Regions from separate parts of the Rattus norvegicus genome. Here region 2 is linked to region 1. Evidence: chromatin contacts called from public Hi-C data. All regions are on one chromosome and are shown on one strand. The core of a region is the stretch at or near the end of the contact, and the rest is flanking DNA. Distances in the headings are between cores, read along the strand shown.

Region 1 (4,623 bases), core at 730-3,229:
TCTCAGTTAAGAGTCATGACAGTAACTGGAAAAAGCTACTTCTAACAAAAGTAAATAGTCAGATGGGCCTCATGGAGAGAGGTTTCTCCAGGCAGTCACTGCTGCGTACTGACCCAAGCTGACCCCTGGTGAGTTGTGGAAACGAGCCATGAGATCATCAAACAAGGGACCACAATAGAGTCAGCATGGACTTTGTCCCTCAGTGGGGTGGGAACAAAAATGTTTCTCACCACAGTAAAAATGAGAATACTGTGCTCTGTTTCCTGACCACTGGGTGAAGACACCTGACCTGGTTAGTGTGGAGGAAAACTGACTTGACCTCACACTCCACACACGAGGGACGCAGAACCCAGCCCTGAGCTGCAGGCAGATGACAGCTTCCCAAATGCTCCCTAGTCAAGTTGCCAAAGACCTTACGCTGACAGGAGCTGAGGGGGCCAGGGAGAGCATGGCAATATGGGCGTTCCCCTGGCAGTACATACTGTCACCTAGAGGCTGGAGGTCCCAGCTGAAGCCACATGGACGCGTCCCTGGGACTCCCTATCCCTTTTACCTGTGGTTTTATGTTTCTGATGTATTTTGTTTTATTCTTTGGTATCAAGAACTCTCTATGTAAACCTGGTTGTCCTTGAACTCAATATGTAGACTAGGCTGGCCTTGAACTAGGGATCTGCCTGCCTGTGTCCCAAGTGTTGGATCGATTCTTGGCTTCTGATCTCTCATTCTTCTGTCTTACAGCATTCTAGGTTATGCAGGACATTGTCCCTCTTCTCCAGCTGTTCTCTCTCCCGTGTCCCTCTAGCTCTAACTCCCAGAGGCATCCTTGTAAACAATATGTTTTGATAAACATGCTAAAAGAAAGCCATTGGGTGACCCACAGGCTAAAACCAAACAACACTCCATCCCGCAAGTACAAGGACTTCAGGGGAAGAATCACACATTGGAGTGGCTCCTCTGAACTGGTCCTACAGCTGCCACAAATTCACCAAAAAGAAAAAAACAAACAAACAAACAAACAAACAAAAAAACAAACAACAACAACAAAAAAAAAACAAGAACTACCAGGACCCAGCATGTCCCTGGGAGCTGGAAACGCACTCATTTCCTACGCACCCAGGCAGTATGGCTTCTCCCGCTTTTGGTGCCTCTCTCGGTCATATCGGTATCCTGGATAGCACGTGCACAGCACACGGCCGAAGTTATCCGTGCATTGCTGTTCACAGGGAGCTTGGGCACAAATGTCATAATCTGGAAGAGAAGAGTGGATTCACATCAATCTCAGCGTGAGGTGGGTGACCGAGCTGTAGCCTGGAACAGACTTTTGAGGGCTGCTCTTTGGTACGGGTTAAAATGTGAGGTGTGACTGGTGCCACAACGGATGATTTAATGCACGGCCTCTCCCTGACTAACAGTGACTGTTACTAGAATTTTCTTTCCCAAGTCACCTCCTCAGCCTCCTGTTTTTATCCCTATCCAGAGTGTGGCCTGGTACCACAGCATCCGTGTGCTGCAGCATCCATGAGACCTGCTTTGTCTTTTCCTTCACATGTTACAGATCGTGTACTCCTTCCGGAAGAGTGTAAAGACAGGCCAGGGCTGGTGACGGTTGCTGTGAGAGGAAGGGCTTGGGGTCAGGCAGGCTCTGAGAAGTAGCACGGATACTTCTGAGCTGTGGAGACTTCTCAGAGCCTGTGTTTGAACAAGCAAGTGTTACAGGGTACTCCCAGGAGGGTTGGTCCTGCACTCTGAGAAAAGGACTTGGACACATTTGAGTGGCTATAAATGTCTTACCAGCCTGCAGCCTGTGTAAATTCGAGTAGTTCTCTATTACCCAAGGAACTAGGGTATATGCTCCTCTGGGAACTGATGAACTGGTGTTTAATGCATCTCTTGAAGGGCCTTTGGCTCTAAGTCAGTAGCTCGGGCTCAGCATTTGCTCCCAGCCAAGACTCAGTATCTCATTAATCACCTCTGCTCGCCTCATGTGCTGACAGATGCAGTCTCCTTGGATACAGAGAGAGCCTGGCTCTGCTCTACTCAGCTCTGCTCTGGTATATATGAAGCCAAACAGGTGGGCTTGTCATCTCTTGATATAGGCTGAGTTAGCGTGACACGTCAGTCTCATGGTGACCTCAAGTTGCCCTTTCTGAGCATTCCTTCCCACAGGTGAAAGTCCAGGTCTGCTCTGCCCGCATAGAGAATGGCTGGCCTTGCAAACTGTGGTTATATAGAATTTTCTCAATGAAATTCTAGGTTCCTTTGGCTTGAGAGCAAGGTCTCAGGATGGCTGGTGAGTCATCCTTTCCAACCAGTGGTTACCGTCATTGGGTAGCAACCACAGAGAGGAGGAAAGACAAGATGGCCTGCCTGAAGAACTAGTGCCAACTGTGGTACCCAGCAAGGCTTGCTGTGAGAAGCAACTGTGCCAGTGCCCCCTTCTATTCCTGCTTCCCCAGGGTGTCACTTCTGCCCTCATCCAGTGAGTCATACTTCTCACATTCACCTCTGCACCTGCAATGGCCAGCTCACATCTTTCCTTAAAGCACTCCCTGTTGATTTCCAGTCACGCAAGAGGTGTGTTTAGCTTCTTTATCATCTCCGTGCACTCCTTGAACAACACACTTCTCACTCTCTCCATCTTGTCAGCGATTTCTTAGGAATCTTAGTTGAATGAGATGTTCCTGTTTGTAAAACACTGGCGATCTGAAAGCTGTTCTCTGCTGAGTTTAGGCATAAACTCTGACTGTTTATCTTTTGGGGACCCTGTTTTACTCCCCCGGAATTAAGATAGCCCTAGATAACTCTGTTTTTGGGTTTTCCAGAACTAAGATAACCCTATGTTTCTGGGTTGCTATTGGTTTCAAACCTGTGTCACCTTCTTTTATCTGGGCTATGTTTTATCTTGGGTCTGTGGACATTTTTATTTCGGTAGTCAGCAGCAACAGCCATCCCCCAAAGTATGGGTTCAAGATCCATGGGTCACGTTCTCTGAGTTCAGAGCAACAGTCCTTGCTGTCTAGTGCCCCAGAGGTCTAGGATCCATCCAGAGATACTGTCTTAGTCATGGCTACTATTGATGTCATGTAATACCATGTAATACTCCCAAATATTTGCCCGAGATTAAGTCACTAGATCTCAAATGAACAGAGACCCAGGCTTGGTGTTTGAACGGGCAAGGCTTGAACATGAGTTGAATGCCCCTGTTTTAAGTTCTGGGCTTTTGCTGTCATCTGACTGTTTTGGAAGCCGGTGCTTCACCTTCTCAGAACTATCTCGGCCTCATGTCAGGGTCAGTGTTCTGTCTGTCTGATACAGAACAAGATCTGGGAGGGCAACCTCTTTAACAGTTAGCTAATTCGTTTCTTTCTGTTTTTGTGTTTTCATGTACATGTGAGTGGGGGTCAGTGGTCAATGTTGGATGTTTTTCTTGGGCGTGCTCTCCCTCACTTATTGAAAGAGGGTCTCTCACTGAAACTGGAGGCTCCCCAAATCTGGAAGACTTGCTGTTCAATGAGTCCCAGGATTCCATTTACCTCTGTCTCTAAAAATTCTGCAGTTACACATAGATCCCTGGGCATTTTAATGTGAGCACTGGGAATCCGAACACAGGTTCTTGTGGTTGTACCGTATGTATGTCATCAACCGAGTTCCCCTTGGCCCCTTCTGTTTTGCTTACTTTTTTGGTAGGAAAGGGTTTATTTCATGTTATAGTTTCATATCACAGAGAAGTCAGAGTAGAAACTCAGGCAGGGCAGGGACAGAGCCGATGCAGTGACCATGGAGTACTGCTCACTGGCTTGTTCTTCTGGCTTTTGTAATGATCTTGAGATTAACTATCTGTTTTGCTATGAAGTCAGTTGTCCCTAGCTTTTCCTGGTGCTGGTTAAGGCTTCATTTTCCCCATCTTGCTAAGTTTTTTTTTCCTACCCCGAGGTCTGTTCTCTAGCTTCTAACGTTTTGTTGCTGATGTCTGCTCTTCCGTTCCTTTTGATCTTGTGTATTTGTGTCTTTCCCACTTTGTAGGTTTCTGAGGGGAGCAAAGGTAATGAACTTATTCAGCCCTTTCTGTTTGACGCTTGTTTTCACTGGGCCCACCCACTTTCAGTCACGAAGCTCCTATCTTTAAATTTTATCTCCTTTCTATCGTCTCAGCTCTGTTTCTCTTGGCATTATTCTAATTCAGCCCCAGAGTCTCTGGTGTAAACAGCTTAAGCATAATTCTTCACCTTTAAATCCGCTGTATGTAACACTGCTGGGCCATCCTCAAGAAGGCTGAGCTTTGTGCTGATCAACCCTTGCTCAACTAATCCACGCTTTTTATGTATGTAAAGTATTCCTAATTTGAACACTCGATTCTGAGGGGCATGATGTTTTTGGAGCCTTTCAGATTTCCACATTAGGGATGCTCAAAAAGCAAGGCTGGGCAAATACTTCCTAGTCCAAAATCTCTGACTCCCAGCATTTCAGAAGAGAGATGCTCAGCTTGCACTCATCAGGACTAAACCATTGTTCAGTTTTGCATCTGGGGTCTGACATTATAGCCCGCGAGACTTCCAAACTCCAGGGTCATTTATGAGTTTTTGTTTGTTTGGCTGATTTTGTTTTTTTAAAGATGGGGTTTCT
Region 2 (4,592 bases), core at 1,367-3,866, 140 kb after region 1:
GTAGGAAACTGAAGAAGGGATCAGAAGATGGGGAGTACCAGGAGGTACTCTGCACACTACCGAAGGAGACGTGCAAATGTCAACCCAACTACAAAGGCTTTGATCTACAATGATGTCCTTCCTGCAAAATATCCTAGGGCAATGGTGGCACAAAGATGAGTTATCTAGTCAACATCGGATTTCACTCCAGGCCCACTCCAGGAAATGGAATCCATACAGGACACTGATCCAGTGCCCAAGAACCTGAGACTAGTTAGCCCAGGAACCCAGGGATAAACAAAATATACCACTGTTTCCCTGTAGGAACGCAGCAACAAAATATCCTAACGGCATTCTGCTGTGTTCATAGATCAGTGTCTTGATCAGTCATCATCAGAGAAGCTTCTTCCTGTCGTCGATGAGAACAAAGACCCACAGCTAGACAAGACACAGAGAGTGAGAGAGTTTGGAACACTCAGTTCTTATTGGGTTATCTCCATCAAATTCCTCCCCTCGGGGTTCAGGGAACCCTGTGAGAGTAGAGGCAGAAAGAGAATAAAAGCCAGAAGGGTCGGGGGACACCAATAAATCAAGGTCTTTTAAACACGTCAGGACCAACTCACAGAGACTGAGGCAGCATGCACAGCCCCTCCAGGTCTGCATTAGATGGAGTCCTAGAGCTGAAAAGAGAAGTAAACTCATGCCCCATCCCTAGCCCTGACAATCTCTCTGACTGATAACCACTTGTCAAGGAGAATTTAGTTTTTCTCTTGGGGAGGCTCCCTCCGGAAACAAGCTACTCTTAAGGGAAGTTCGACAGTAAATGAGCTCAAGTGTACAGCATTGATGTTTCCAATTCTCATAATGCCATATGGAGGGTTTTTCTTATTTCAGTTTTTTACCCTACAGGTCTTTTGCACGTATGTTTTGGCTTCCTGCTGTATGTTTTAATGGAATTACTGAATGTGCAAACAAGTGGGTTTCTTCATCTCTCTCTTTCTTGTACTTTCTCTTGGACCTTTTTCCTTCTGCCTGTTTGTTTTGTCCTATTCTAATTCGTTTGATTTTGTCTTATGTTATTATATTACTTTATTATTATCCCTTAGAAGCCTATTTGTTTCCTAACTAGAGACAAGAAGGGAGTGCAGGTGAGTGGGGAGGGGGGAGAGGAGGAGAAAGAGGGGAAGTCAGAACCAGAATATACTGTATGAAAACAATTTATTTTCAATAAAAGAAAAAATATTTGTGGTGGTTTGAGTGCAAAGAATATTGACTTGCAGCCAGAGAAATAGCTCCCAATAAACTAACAGAGTAACCTTCAATTACATACATCCAAGACACTTTTCTCACAGAAGTCTGTCTTTGAAGCTAAACATGGAGGCCATTAAAAAGTGGATGAGTCTTTGATGCTTGGGCTAAACAAAGCCCTCAGGAATCATTAGAGTGTGTCTGCCACATATCCAGATTCAAGATTCCTTTTTTTTTTTTTTTTTTTTTTTTTTGAGACAAGGTCTCTCTATAGTGCCCAGGCTGTCCTTGAACTCATGATCCTCCTGCCTCAGCCTCCCGAGTGCTGAGATCCTGGATGTCCAGACTAAGAAACTTTTCACGATTACAGTTACACAGTGTAATTGCAGTTTATAATTATGTATCTGATGGTGGAGAGAATAAAGAAGGGACGTTTGTTACCCTTCGAATCATGTGACGTACAATTAACTGTACAGCATTCTATTAGGGCTCTTAAAACGATCACAACTACAGATCATCTGCTAAGGTTTTATACTGAATTTTTAAGCATTTGGAAGTTAAGCCTTTCTTCTATTAGCCTAAAAATATTCATGGGAAGCAGGGAATAACTCCAAGATTGTGGCAATGTCATGAATTATACATGCACCTATATCCTAAAACGCTAGTTCTTCTTACCTCATAACTGTGCAATGCCACTAGAGTGCTCTCTTTTCGAGCTGAAAGCCAGTTGCTCTAAGCTCCGTAAAGAATGTGTGACACCTGCCTTCTCCTGTAATGAAGTCTCAGACCTCGAGTTCCTCCTCTGATTTATCCTGTGCCACATAAGTACTTTCGGCCAACACTGTGAAAAAGTGATCCTAGTGCTATATATTTTTTTTATTATCTGGTCAGGCTATCTACATACCATAATTCTCATTTGGAATTTTTTTTCATATTCTCTCTGGTTTATGGTGCCAAATGAATTTTAGATTTGTTTTGAAAGCCATAGATATTTTAACTCCCGTTATGTTTCACGAGGAAAGGGGGCCTTAAATCATTCCGGCTGAATTTATCTAACCTCACCTTGGACAGAGTTATTTTCACAGACGCTTCATGGTCTACGTCACTCAGGCGGAGAGCCCTCCATTTTTTTAATGCTTGGGTACAGAGAATACAGCAGCAAGCCAGACATCCCTACCTAGTCAGCAGGTCTACGAACCTGTCCCTCATCACTGTAAACTTCATCGTGAGAGGGAGCCACAACAAGGGAAGGGACAGGGACGAGGTGTGGTTCACACGTGAAGTGTCTCCCCTGAGGCTCATCTGTTTAAACACTCAGATCCCAGCCAGTGGCGCTGTTTGGCATTGCTGTGCCTTTAAGAGGTAGAACTTTACTGGAGGAAGTGAGTCACCAGGGTAGGCTCTGAGCTTCTGTAACCAGCCTACTTCCTGTCTGTTTGCTTGTTGAGTGCCCCCTCCTGCCACCATGCCTGCCTGCCTCCTTAAATTGTGAGCCCAAATCAAGTCTCCCTTATATTACTTTCATCAGCTATGCTGTCGGAGCAAGCAACAAGAAAAGCAACACTGGGAGGGGGAGGACCCAGGGAAGGAGGGGTAGAAGGGAAGGGCAGAGGAAAAGGGAAGAGAAAGTTAAGGGGAGGAGGGGGAGCTGGGAGCACAGCAGAAGTACCTGCTTTTCTATACTGTAAGAGCAAAGGCTTACAGTGTCCTCTTAAATCGCCTACAAATTTTCCTCTCATGGGGAGGTTGCTGAGTGAGAAGGCTTAGGTGTCTGCCACCAAGCCTGACAATCAGTCCCTAAGGCCTACCGGGTTAAAGGAAGGGAGTGACTGTCCCAGGAGGGAAGTGGCAGCCCGCCCAGGATTCCTCTGATCGTGTGTGCTCCAGTGTACACTTGCTCACACACATACACACTGTTTTCAAAATGTTCCCCTTTCAGTTCAGACCTTAACATTTCCTCATTCACTGGTTTAGTGTTTGGGGGAGATTACCCTGGGTAAATATAATCCCACTTCTCTGATTCTATCTGGAGAATTAGAAGAGAACACAGTCCATCCCACCCACCCTCCACCCTGGCTGTGTAGCCATGCCTTACAGCTGTCCAGAGAAGAAGTTGTGGCCTCTTAGGACTTTAAAATGGGTTTGTCAACCTACATTCAGTTACCCAGATCCTGATGCTGCCTGTAACAAGATATTCCAATTTAGGAGCCCAATGGAAATGTGCTGGCCAAACCTACGGGGGCACCTGGACTTTGTTTTTCTATGGAAGAAGCTACAGGAATAAAGGGGGTAGACCATAGGGAAGAAAGTGACAGGGACCAGAGTAGTCCTGCTTATCGCAGTGGGACTATGACAACTGTGTGAACCCTGAGCCACTTCTCTCTGAAGAATTCCCCAAGATGCTGGAGCTGTGCAGAGCACATGGCTGGGCCCAGGGACGTATCATGGTGGTCCCAACTTCTAAAAGAAAACAGCTAAAGCCACATACTCCAGCTGCAGCACATTCAGACCAGGCGGGGCTAATACAGAGCAGGTTGAGGACGTGCAGGCAGACAGTACACCTGCGTAGATCTGCCTTCCTCAGGTCTGAACTAATTGTAGCCATCATTAGAGAAGTCTCCACCACATGTGACCTGCGCTGGGGCTATCTCCAGTTTACTGAAGGATACAAAGGGAATCAGAACAGTCAGCGATCTCCTCAGAGCCATAGACTTCCTCACGAAGTGTATGTGACACATGAAGGCCTTTGAATCTCAAGTGTTCTCCACAGGCTCATGTTTTGATAATTTTGCTCCCATTGGGGGGCACCACTGTGATAGAAGTAGCATAGTGAGTCATTGGTGGTGGGCCTCTGAAATGTATACCTGGCCCCTGTTTCCTGATGCCCTGTGTACCTGACTACCATGATGGGAACAGTCTCTCACACAGGTTCATGTTGCCATGACCTGAGCTACTCTGCAATGCTTTCCCTACCTGATGAACTAAAACCATCTGAAGCTATGAGCCAACGCAAATTGTCGCCCCCTTGTTTGTCAGACACTGTGTTCCCAGCGCCCCAAAAAGAACTGACACGTGTGGTTGTGACCCTGCAGAAGGAAATGGAAGGCCTGTCTCTTTAGCGTAGAGTCACTGTCTTCACTGTTGGCTTTCAGATTAGATCCCACCAGAAAGTCACCACCATGGGCTACATACAGACTGGCATCACCATTGGCTGGAATCAAGCTGTGGAATGATTCTCACTCAGGATCCACGTAAATGAGTAAGCAACACTATCGGACAGCCTCAAGACAATGGTGCAAAGCAATTGACCCAAATGTGTCCTGACTAGGAGCTGACTGCCCCAGGATTAGCTCAAATCCACTTTT

What was found. Hi-C and Micro-C count contacts between places; a contact is called where the count stands out from the background.
Region 2: a contact with region 1 is called in a Hi-C map of the A7r5 cell line, with 3 times the contacts expected there. The contact joins two enhancer-like sites. A contact is called at or near these places in 6 of 12 Hi-C or Micro-C datasets (the A7r5 cell line, the Rat2 cell line, Schwann cells and 3 more).

The regions. Positions count from the first base shown.
Region 1 is chr18:61,875,797-61,880,419 of GRCr8, forward strand. Ccbe1 (collagen and calcium binding EGF domains 1) reads right to left here. Exons shown (of 11, transcript XM_017601124.3): 4 at 1,114-1,248. Among named protein-coding and RNA genes, the nearest start is that of Lman1, 77 kb to the left of the region's middle. Within about 2 kb of position 1,980, at least 7 of the 93 cell types and tissues checked have an H3K27ac peak or open chromatin away from gene starts, as enhancers often do. A contact at or near this core is called in the A7r5 cell line, where this site is marked.
Region 2 is chr18:62,016,120-62,020,711 of GRCr8, forward strand. All of the region lies in intron 2 of Ccbe1 (collagen and calcium binding EGF domains 1), which reads right to left. Among named protein-coding and RNA genes, the nearest start is that of Ccbe1, 75 kb to the right of the region's middle. Within about 2 kb of position 2,617, at least 39 of the 93 cell types and tissues checked have an H3K27ac peak or open chromatin away from gene starts, as enhancers often do. A contact at or near this core is called in the A7r5 cell line, where this site is marked.